Linked DNA regions of Gossypium arboreum: region 2 is linked to region 1. The links are chromatin contacts, called in public Hi-C maps. All regions are on one chromosome and are shown on one strand. The core of a region is the stretch at or near the end of the contact, and the rest is flanking DNA. Distances in the headings are between cores, read along the strand shown.

Region 1 (5,754 bases), core at 1,198-3,697:
GAACAAGTCCACTACATTGTGAAAATCTGTCAAAGAAAATCATTATTGGTTAGAAAAGTAAGAGCATCTTTTCAATGTAAAGGCAAAATAAGCAGAGCATTTTCCTTGGCATTTAATTCGTACCAAGTTAAAGCAGGGTGTGTGTGTGTATCTGTCTTGTCCCATGGTAATTCAAAAGAAGGAACCCCTTAAGTCACCGGCCCACCGCCAGCCGTGCCAACCAACTTGTTCCTCGTGCCACTTAGCCTCCTAGCTAGCTATAGCTAACTTTAACTTCCCACTGCCATCCAGCCATTGTATTCTGTGGATCAAAGGACCTTTGCTTACTGACTTGATGCAACTCACCCATCAATAAAAAGTTTTTGGCTTTGATGTTCCCTCAAGTGCCTTCATGGAACTTATGGGGGGAGCTCCACCTTATCTGTTTCACATTAATTTATATTATATTCACGACATGAAAAAATCAATCTCTTTATGAAGTATACATTCGAGACTTTTTCCAAAGACACAGACAAAGTGGGTAGTGACTCGTGTCCTTGTCTCCACTCCAATATTCCCCCAAAGCATCAGTCAAGTGAACTAACCATGACACGTAAATAAGTGTGCAAGTTTTGTTATCATCAAAACCACATGAAAAACTAATTAAATCCAAAGGGTGATTAACAATCTAAGTGAATCATAATTTCAGCCGAAAATTGGACCTAAACATAATATATATGAATAGTTAAATTGTGGGGTTTAAGTAAATTATAATTTTGTCACAACAATTTAACACTTTATCAATGGATTTCATTTTTCAATTACAAAATTGTGGATATCAGAAAAAAAAATGTTATGTTGTTTTAAGCAGCTCTTCCACCTCATTTACTTTGTTTTTTAGTTATAAAATCATAACCCAATCCCCTATTCTTTTGGCTTAAAATCCAATAGTGGAAAAGTTTATCTTAAGAGTGAAATGATGGAAATGTAGGAAACATTATCCAATCAAAAATTAGAAACTCTAATTTTTTATAAAATCAAGACGTCAACAATGACGACATATCCTCTCTTCTACTTCTGACCTTAAGAGATTTCTCCAACAACCTTAATATTCTTTCAAAAAGAAAAGATTGCTTCCCCGATGCATCTGTAATAATAATAATTCTTAATTCCCTTGAAAAAAAAATGATAATACTTAATGAAAGTACTAACTAATCCCAAATTTTCATAACTTTTCTTTATGTTTTTCATTCGTCTCTCGAGCCACGATTGAGATATGGTTAAAAGTAGTCATGGGGTATTGGCTCATAGTTATAACCATTTTACAGACACATGGAAATAAGTGAAAATACCTCCCAATTGGACAACAATGGCTGACTAGAATGCCCAGATCCAGAGGCCAAACCTAATTTACCAACTTTGTTTATTGACTTCAATAGTGGCCAGCTTTGGGATCCCCAAACCCCTTTTAATTAACTTGCAAAATTATGTATTACTTGCTTGCTTACCACCATCACCCCTTATCACTTAATTTGGAAAGCCTACCAATTCTAGTTTTGTCTAAGGAGATCACAATTAAGAGAATGATTTATGTTAGGTTTTAAGTTAAAATCAGGATAATTATTTCTTTTACAACTTTAAAAAAAATATCATCCTTATCTCATGCACAGAACTTACATGAAAGAATATCATAGAGGTGTGTTTGATAAATTACAAAAAATTTCAACATTTAATATTTTAAATTTATTTAGTAATTATTTTAATTTTTACTTAATATAAAATTTTAACCAAAAGTATTGAATAAGGTAAGAAGATATATAGCTACTTATTACTTGAGGTAGAAAATATTAAATTGATTTTATTTTATTAAAAATTGAAATAAATTATTAGTTTTAAATAAGATATTCAAATTATCGTATTTATTTTCATCTAAAATTATCTAAAATAATATAAAATATTATATTAATAAGATTAAAATTAAAATAAATAATTTTTAAAAATCAATATTTACTTTTATCAAACAATATAATTATATTCCTTACTTATATTTACTAATTTTTAAATAATTTTTGATATAAATTCAATACTTATAAAATTTAACAATAAAATTTAATACATAATTTTTCACATTTAAAATTTTCAATTAATCAATCACATCCTAAAACTTTAACCAAACCATGTATTATATAGTGAAAAAAAAAACGATGAACTTTTGAAATTTAGGGTTTTGTTGTCTAACTTTATCCACTTGTTGGACGTGGGGATGGCAAATTTGGTTGACAGAATTTTCCAAACTAGTTCAATGATACAGTTTAGATGTGACAGTATTTCTTATTGTCTCAAACTAGTGTACCAAATTGTAATACTATAATGGTATTGTTGTTATTCATAAGAACGTGATGTCCAATATTGGAAACAAAGGTCTTATGGTAAACAAACAACTTCTAACTAGTCCTACTCTTAACCCTATAAATAAACCACATCACTTCCTTAACTCATCCATTACTTCTCTCAGGGATCACCCATTTCTCAATTTAGGTGAAAGCCAGAGGAAAAAAAAAAAAAAAAACACACCCGAAAAGCTAGAAAGAAAGAGAAAATGAGCCAAGATTATGAAATGATGACAAGCCAAATGAATGAACATGAAGATCATATTGCTCTTATCTCCCAAATCTACCCTGGATTTTACACCCAAATTGCAACACACCAAGGTACTGATCAGTGTGGCATGGACTTAAAACCACAAACATATTTATTCTTGCATTGTTTTATAATTAAGCCAGGCTTTTGGTTGAGCAGGGGAACCGAAGCCTCGACGGCGGCGGAAGAAGAACAAGGGAGGGGAGAACAGCCAGTGTGCGGTGGCTAAAAAAAGGAAGCTTAACCAGGAACAAGTCACTCTCCTTGAACTTAATTTTGGTAACGAACATAAACTAGAGTCAGAAAGGAAAGATCGGATTGCTTCAGAGCTGGGACTTGACCCTCGTCAGGTTGCTGTTTGGTTCCAAAATCGTAGAGCTCGTTGGAAGAACAAGAAGCTGGAGGAAGAGTATAGCAAGCTCAAGTCTCTTCACGAAACTGTTGTTCTCGACAAATGCCGACTTGAATCCGAGGTATGTAAATATACATATATCTTTTATTTCCCAAATGAAAATCATTTTAACTTGGAAAAAAAAAAAATCCGGTTTTAATCACACTTGTAAGTTTATTTGGATGTTTAAATGCAAACCCTTTGTTTTTCTTATATTTTAGACATATTTCCTTGTGGTTTCTTAGAACCAAACAGGAAAAAATATGTATGTTTTCAGAGATTAAATAATTAAAAAAATAATTCAAACTTGAGGAGGCGTTTGTTGGAAGGAAATGAAACTAATTAAGGAAGTAGCAGCGTCTTTGATCTTTATCTTTTTGATAAAGAAAGATACGGTGACCCACCAATATCAGAACATGCACGAGCTCAGGGCTCGAAGAAAGCCATGTCATGTACTTATGTTGTTGGGTTTAAGCTATTAAAAATATCAGTTAATGAGATCATAAGTTTATGTTCAATTAAAAGAAAGTGGGAAACGATATTCTTGGACAAAAAAAGTGGGATAACATTGACAAGGAACAACAAACAGCCACCTCATTGCACAACAAAAAGTAGTTGAAAATGTTTTTCCAATGAAAAACAGAGGGTCCACTTCCATACACCATACTGTCTTGTGGCAGGGGTTGGGCTTAGCCGAAGCCCACTTTTACATTCAATTTAAATTTGTTTCTTTGGTTACAATTATAGGTGGTAAAGCTTAAGGAGCAACTTAGCGAGGCGGAGAAGGAAATCCAGCAACTAACGGAACGAGTAGATGGGGTTTCCAGCAAAAGTACAAGCTCATCTGTACTGTCAATGGAAGCCATTGATCCAGTTTTCCATGGGGAATTTGGATATGAAGATGTTTTCTATATTGGAGAACACAATTATGTTCTTGGCATGGAGTGGATGAATCTTTTTATGTAATTATCATATCACTAGTTAGCGTGTGTAGATATGGATAATTAAGACCTCCAAATCCATTGTAATTAATCCTTAATTTCTTTTCTTAACTACTGTTATGTTATATAAAGTGTTGTAATGTTAACTTAGATTCATATTAATTTAGAAATCTTTTTTTAACTACTATTATCGAATAAAAACACTTTTTTTACAGCATACTGTATTTGACATTTAGATAACTTTATAGAAATTCTTTTTTTTTTTTTTTAAATTTCAAACCTACATTTTAATTTTTGGCTTTTCAAGTTTTATAGTAAAATTATCGAAACACCTCCTTTTATTCTTTCATCCTCCCCAACAGTATTTTCCTCTTTAGCTTTAATGTATCATTATATATATATATTTTTTAAATTTATAATTTAAATTAATTTATACCTCATATTTAAAATAAACATTTTAACCTTTCACTCTAGTTTTTTTATAACAATGATTAACAAATAACACTTTTCCACAATACTTTTAAAATTACTTTCTTTAGCTGAAGGAATTATTCTTTTTATTTAAGGGTTGAGGAGAAATTATAAATAATTTTAAGCATTGTATTAAAGATAAAATATGATAAAAATTTTAAAATTAATGTTAAAAATTACTTTCTTTAAAAACATTTTTCAGCCATAATAGTAGTAAAGTAATACGCATTTATGTTTATAATCAAACTCTCAAATGGGGTCATAATCTCTACTGTCTTTTTAGTAGAGATTGAAAGAAAATTGAATTAATAATTTTCTGAACAATAACTTTTCTTAGGTTTTGTTTAACAATTCATTAAAAAAATTAAATCAACTAAAAAATTTCAGTTAATTTAATTTTTTAACTACGTTTTATAAACCATAATAAAAGAACAATTTATAGAATTTTTCAATGGAAAAGTGTAAAACTACTTCTTACTCAATGTACATTTTTTCAGTTCTTTTATTTTATTTTATTTCTTTTAATTTTATTTTTAAATTACTTTTAAAATTTAAAATTACATTAATTAACCAGTCTAATCATATTCAGTACTTAATTTCATGAAATATACTAAATATATTTTATAACTTAAATTCAACACTTAATTTTTTTAATTTATCAAACAACACCCTATGTAATATATATGTAAATAATGAAAATTTTAGATTTCACAAATCAATTAAGAATGATTACATGCTCTTTAATAATAATAATAGTAGTAATAATAATAATAATAAAATATAACACTAGATTTTAACTATAAATCACCAATCTCTCCTATAAAAACCAAAAGAAAGAGAAAATTAGGATAAGAGTATTTAGAAGTGAAAATTTTCATGGATAATAATACCAATACATTCCATTTGTCTATAGGTGGCAAAAGTAAATCCATTTGACTATGAATCCATTATAAATTAGTAGCTGTGTTTAGGTAAAGCAAAAAGTGAAAATGCTTTATAGCAATGCAGATACAATGCACCAAAATCCATTAGCTAGGGTTTTTAGATTCTAGGATGGCAAAGGATCTCATAAAGGTTAGGAACTTTGATTATCCTCCACATCATATATCCCAAATTCTCAACCCACTCAACTTCATAAACAAAATTAATTGATAACAGATTATTATGATGATAAAGATTCTGGTCATCTTATGCTTGCTGGTTAAGACGAAAGAAAAATAGACAAGGATAGTGGAATGTAATAATAGTGAACCTTTACAATGAAAGAAACAAGTTAAATTAAAATTAAAGAATAATATCAAAAGAAGGTATCTTGATTACAATGAAAAACTC
Region 2 (5,754 bases), core at 2,216-4,715, 400 kb before region 1:
TGCCCTCTATTGTCTGCTTTGATTTTCTCACTTTTCCTGCAAGACCAACCAGATAAAAATTCCATCAATGTTTCACTCTAGCTTTTCCCAAAGCTGTTGTATGATTCTGTGGCATATAATCTCAATTTGGAACTAGGATAGAGTCAATAGACCGAATTTCATGCACTTGCATATTATGTGACATCTTCTCTCTCTCTCTCTCTCTGAAAATGAATACCTCTTTGTTTCTTTCTTTAGCCTGTTTTTGCTTTGAGTACAAGGATTTAGGTGCTTGTTGAACATTGAGCAACAAATCATTCCCATAATTGAAATAATTCCTGAACCAGATTTCATCTTCAGAGCCATCTTTGACATGAATCATTTTTGTATGCATGTACCTTAGGTTACATATTGCATGCTCTTTAGATCTCTTAATTCTGCTTATTAGCTTACAGGATAGAGATATAATTTTAATGTGCCTTTTAAGTTATATCTAAAAGTCCTATAATCAAGGCAGCTGATAGAGAAATGGTTTATAATAAAATCGCAATGGTTCTACAATTACAGGCTGGCAATGTATGACCAGCATAATAATGAATTTCTTGACAAGTTAGTGGAACTTCATGAGCAAGATGTTGCCATAGAAGGTAGTATATGTCTGCGCCTCATAGTGAAAGAAATTGTGAACCAAGTTCTCAGAAAATAACCAAGTATTCGATCAAATCATCTCTTCCTCTTTCACAGCCGCCAATCTAACATTTTCACGGTCTCGCCTGAAGAGTTTGTACAACGGCGTGTAACACAAACAACACAAACCAAATGGAATTGCCATCATTGATAGTAGCCCTCTGGACAAAGCAAATGCCTCGCGTGGAGAACCATTGATCGGATCGATAGATTTTGAATCATAACCAAACATTTTCTCTGATAGGATACCTACCAAGGGAGCTGCGAAAGATGAAAACGATCCTTCAAAAGCACGGTCGAATGCATAGATCATGGTCCTATGTTTAGAAGGGACGACTTCGGCAAACATAGGACCATTTGCAGCCGTGGCATTCCAACTGATGGTTAAGCCCATCATAAACAGGGTTACAGCAAAGGTGTAATAACTGCTCACTGATTGTGGGATCACTTTAAGAAGGAACAATGAGAATGGTATGCCCATAAAGGCACTGAATTGTGCACATATAATACGCCCAGAATGGGGGTAAATTTGTGACAATCTATCTGCTATTACCCCACCAAGAAAGGATCCCATAGCACATCCGATGGCAAAAAGACTTAAAAGTGCTGCTGTAGAATTATGATCAAAACCTGAGAAACAAGAAAATAAAAAAATAAAAAAAAAAGACCCAAAGGTATCAAAAATCAAGCACTAAACCAGTGATTCGGTAAAATATGTAGCATTCGACCATTTTTTTGGAATGCTAAAAAGAAACAAGAAAATGGGTTAGAATTTGTGTACCAATTAGTTCAAACCACATGGTAAAGAACACCATGGCAGTCCATGGTAGTGAACCAATAATTCCCTGCAAGACAATTATCTGAAAAGTTGGAATTCTAATAACAGCTTTCGTAGCCATCCAGGACTCGGACCAAACAGACGAGACACGACCATTCCCTTTTTCTACCAACTCATCCCTGCGAAAGAAAGCAGCTGAGTCACCAAAACAATATATGAAAATATCAAAATGCCAAACCCTAAAAACTAAATTTAGATGGTGATAAGATATTGAAACAGATAAAAACGAAAAAACTTCGAATGAGCAATTAGTACCTTTCTAAATTAATTCTGGCATCATGATTGACACTAACTGTTTTCCTAGGATCAACAACAAATAGGAACACAAGGAGTCCTATGAATGAACTTAACGTTGCCATCAAAATGAAGGCACAACGCCATCCAGGCGTACCCCAGAACTGCTGACCAGCCATTACGGTAGCAACAACACCACCACCGATGCCGCCCAAGGTGCCAACAAGGCTTAGCAGCCCAAATCCAGCCCCTCTCACACCATCCATGTAACTATCAGCAATAAAAGACTGAAGTGCTGGTATTACAATTGCCAGTCCAAAGCCATTAACTGCTCTCCACATTGCAACCTGATGAAACTGTTGGCTTCCACTCACTGCAGCAGTCGATAAGGCCCAGCACATCGTACCTATAGCGAGAACCGTAGGGCGATCATAGTTAATTACGAGTACGCCAGCCAAGGGAGATGCCAGGCCCTGCACAAAGTTCCTTATGAAGGTGAGATACCCAAGATCAGATGGCCCAGCATTGAAAGCTTCACTAACTTCTTTGTAGACAGATGGAAGGAGGTTTTCATCAGCACGTTCCATAATGGCAGCCAAGTTTATAAGGAGGATAGAAAGTGAAACGCCGAAAATCTTTCTAGTTCTGTGGAATGTTAAAAGTATATCACCAGTAGATTCAACACAAAAAAAAAAAGGCATTTCCAAGGTAAATTACATAGAAAAGGGGAAAGCATTGAGGATATGTATATCTGAATATGCACATATTGAAGTAATAACAATGGAAGAAGCTTTCTTTTGCAACCAGTTTGACATTACAAAAGATAACAAAAATCAAACATATCTAGGAATCTCCAATAAAAGATTCAAAAAGTGGAAGCCAAGGCCTCCATTGGCCATATTCCATAAACAAGGAAAACAGCTTCCTAAGAAAAATAAAGTATCCTTTGACAAGGATATCTCTGAGTTTTTGTGCATTATTATGACAAAAAAAAAAGCAACTAAAATGGAATAATTATGGTAAATATCAATTTGCTAATGCTTCATTTGCTTATCTAAGAGCATAAAATGCCCCTTTAAAAAAGCTTTTTGACTTTGCCATATATATCCGAGTACCCAGATCCCATAATCAACAAATAATCAAACAATAAGTGCCTCAATAATCAGGAAAAAAGAAAAAGGACAAAGATTTGGAAAAAGGAACTTACTTCATGGATTGAAGATGTCTACGAAACAAAGGCTTGGAGTGAAACGGAGCAGAAGATCTTAAACGGCTTCGATTTAAGCCCATAAAACAACCAAGAAAAACTTCCTAAAATCCTGGAAACATGTATTTCCAGCTTCGATGATGGATCTGGAACACCCACTTGCCTTGTTGAAACAATAAGACTCCGACCATCCAGGGACTCATCAGGAATTATCCCAAAATAAAAATATTCGATTCCCGGTCAATGCAAACAATATAATATTTAATTATTATTTATTGAAAAATAATTAATGAAGTTACACGGTTAACAAAAAGGACAAAAACCCAAACTCTTAAAATAAAACTAGTATTTTGGATGGAAAAATCAAAGTTGCCGAAGCAAGGAAAATGAAAGAAAGCTAGTTTAGTTTATCCGGTTGTGGGTGAGGTTACATTCTAAAGCGTGGGCTTGATGTAAAAGTCTGGGATCTAAACTACACTTGGATTGCGGAGATTGGTGGTGTCATAATTCCAGGATATGTGGTGTCTTGTCTTTTTAATTTTTTCCTCCCTATAAAGGGGCTCGGGTTTTTTGGTCATTGACCTTCCATTAATAGTTAAATGTCCCAAAACATTTTTATAAATAAGTGTACTTTGTAGGATAGAATACATTAGACTTGAGTTAAATTATTAAAATAATATTTTTATAAGAGATAACTCATCATGTTAATTAACGATTTAAAACAAATATTTTATCATTTCACTTCTCATTTAATCCAAATAATTAATATCTTTTATGTAGGTAAACTATTTCAAGAGGAGATAAAATTTGAAACTAAATTTAGGAATCCGTGCATAAATATGAGCTAGCTGGTATACTGTATATTATAAATTGAGACCTTTTTAAGAATAAATAAGATATTAATCATGCCATATATGCAAAAACATAAAACCAGGTTTTACTTAAATAAAATTAATGTATAAATTATAAAGAAATTCATTTTTAATCGTTTAATAATCATTTGGTGCTTGAGTTTGTTACTTTTTTTAATGTGGTATATGTTTGTTTTTGTCCAATGTGGTATATAAGGAGAAGTGCTCGATCAAATCGAATGAACAATTTTGAGTTAATCAAGTTGACGAATTCTATTTTATCATCCTAACTCGATTTGAAATTTTCTCAAATCGAGTCGAGTGAGATGAAATTCGAATTGAATATATTTGTTTGAGTTAAATTAAAAAAAATGATTCTAGGTCCTTATAATCACTATCACCCACCGTAATCAAATTTGTCCACTATAATTAAATTTGTTATTAACTTTCATCCTCTTCTTTACTTGCTTAGTTGCTTCAATTATCTTCTGATTCTTGTCACTATATATTTTGAAATTAAAAACATATTAAATATAAAAATGTAATTTTTTAATAAAAGTTATCTTAAAAATAAAATGTAAAATTAATACCAAAATAAAATTTTAGCACAAATATTTTATAGCATAATCACTAAATCATCTTTAATAAAAATTTATAGATTCAATATGATTAAACAATTCAATAATATAAATAGTAAAAATGTGAAATTTAATTTAATAATATAAATAGTAGATATAAATAAAATTATTTTTTGACAAAAGATATAAATAAAATTATTACTATTTAGGTTTAGGGATTTTTTGGATGATTTTAATTTTTGATTTTGGGGTAAAATATGAGAAGTAAAAGTTTAGGGGAAAATAAAAAGTTTTGGGGTTGAGAGAGAAATTTTGGGGAAAGTAAATGGGGAGTAAAATTTAGTGGGGGAATGGGTTTGGGGTATAAAGGGGTGAGATGGGAGAGGAGTAAAAGTTTTCGGGGAAAAGTGGGAGGGAGTAAAAGTTTTGGGAGAAAGTAAAGATGTTTGGGAGTTTAAGATAAAAATGTAAAATATTATAGTTTAGTATTCAATTTATTCGAATTATTCAAGTTATTCGAATTTGAAAACCAAACTCAATTCGAAAAAAAATTCAAGTTGACTCGAATAACTCGATTCGTTTAACTCGAAATTTGATTTTTTTTCGATTTTTTCAAGTCGAATCGAGTTTTGCTCACCCCTAGTGGTATATGTATTTAGCAAAAGTTATATGTTTTGATACTTGAAAGTAATGATGTTAATATTATAGTGTTTAATTTGAGTTTAGATTAATTTGAAAAAAAATCATAATTCATTAATAATATTAGCAGTTATCTTTATACACAAAAATTTTGAGTTGAATATTAACCTGAAAAAACTTTTGGATTTAAAGAAAAGTTGATGAACCTTATGTTTATAAATGTATAAGGATGAAAAGATAATGTTTGTTATTCTATATGTCGATGACATTTTACTCATTGGGAATGACGTGAGATCATTATCATTGGTTGATTAACTCAATGATTCGACATTAATGGCTGAAGCTAATTTCGCATCAATAAAGATCAAGAGAACAAAATTATGACAATTATCTCAAGCTTCATACTTTGATTAAATTTTGAAACGTTTTGCAATGTCTAATGAGAAGAAGGAAGCACAACCTTTTGTATCGGGTTTTTCATCTTTCTTTAAATGATTTTCCTAAAACAGAAGAATAAATATAATATATTAGAAAAGTTCTAAATATATGTTTATTATAAGAAGCTTTGTAACACCCCTAACCCGTATCCTTCGCCGGAACAGAGTTATGGAGCATTACCTGATTTTACAGTTCAATTACAATTAATTTATGTCATTTACTATTCATTTCTGAAAATCAATCACAATCAATCATAATTTCCTTCATAGGGGTCTTCGAGGTCCAAAATACATATTAGAATCG

The links. Hi-C and Micro-C count contacts between places; a contact is called where the count stands out from the background.
Region 2: a contact with region 1 is called in a Hi-C map of leaf, with 2.4 times the contacts expected there. The contact joins the promoter of LOC108465035 here to the promoter of LOC108465026 in region 1. A contact is called at or near these places in 2 of 5 Hi-C or Micro-C datasets (both in leaf).

What each region holds. Positions count from the first base shown.
Region 1 is chr11:28,293,083-28,298,836 of ASM2569848v2, reverse strand. It overlaps LOC108465026 (homeobox-leucine zipper protein ATHB-40-like), which reads left to right and starts at 2,447. Exons shown (of 3, transcript XM_017765327.2): 1 at 2,447-2,690; 2 at 2,779-3,092; 3 at 3,758-4,121. The coding sequence starts at 2,579. The coding sequence ends at 3,976.
Region 2 is chr11:28,690,680-28,696,433 of ASM2569848v2, reverse strand. LOC108465035 reads right to left here and starts at 3,465. Exons shown (of 4, transcript XM_017765339.2): 1 at 2,946-3,465; 2 at 1,760-2,383; 3 at 1,448-1,623; 4 at 1-1,296. The coding sequence starts at 3,028. The coding sequence ends at 698. It overlaps LOC108465036 (NEDD8-conjugating enzyme Ubc12-like), which reads left to right. Exons shown (of 6, transcript XM_017765340.2): 6 at 1-92.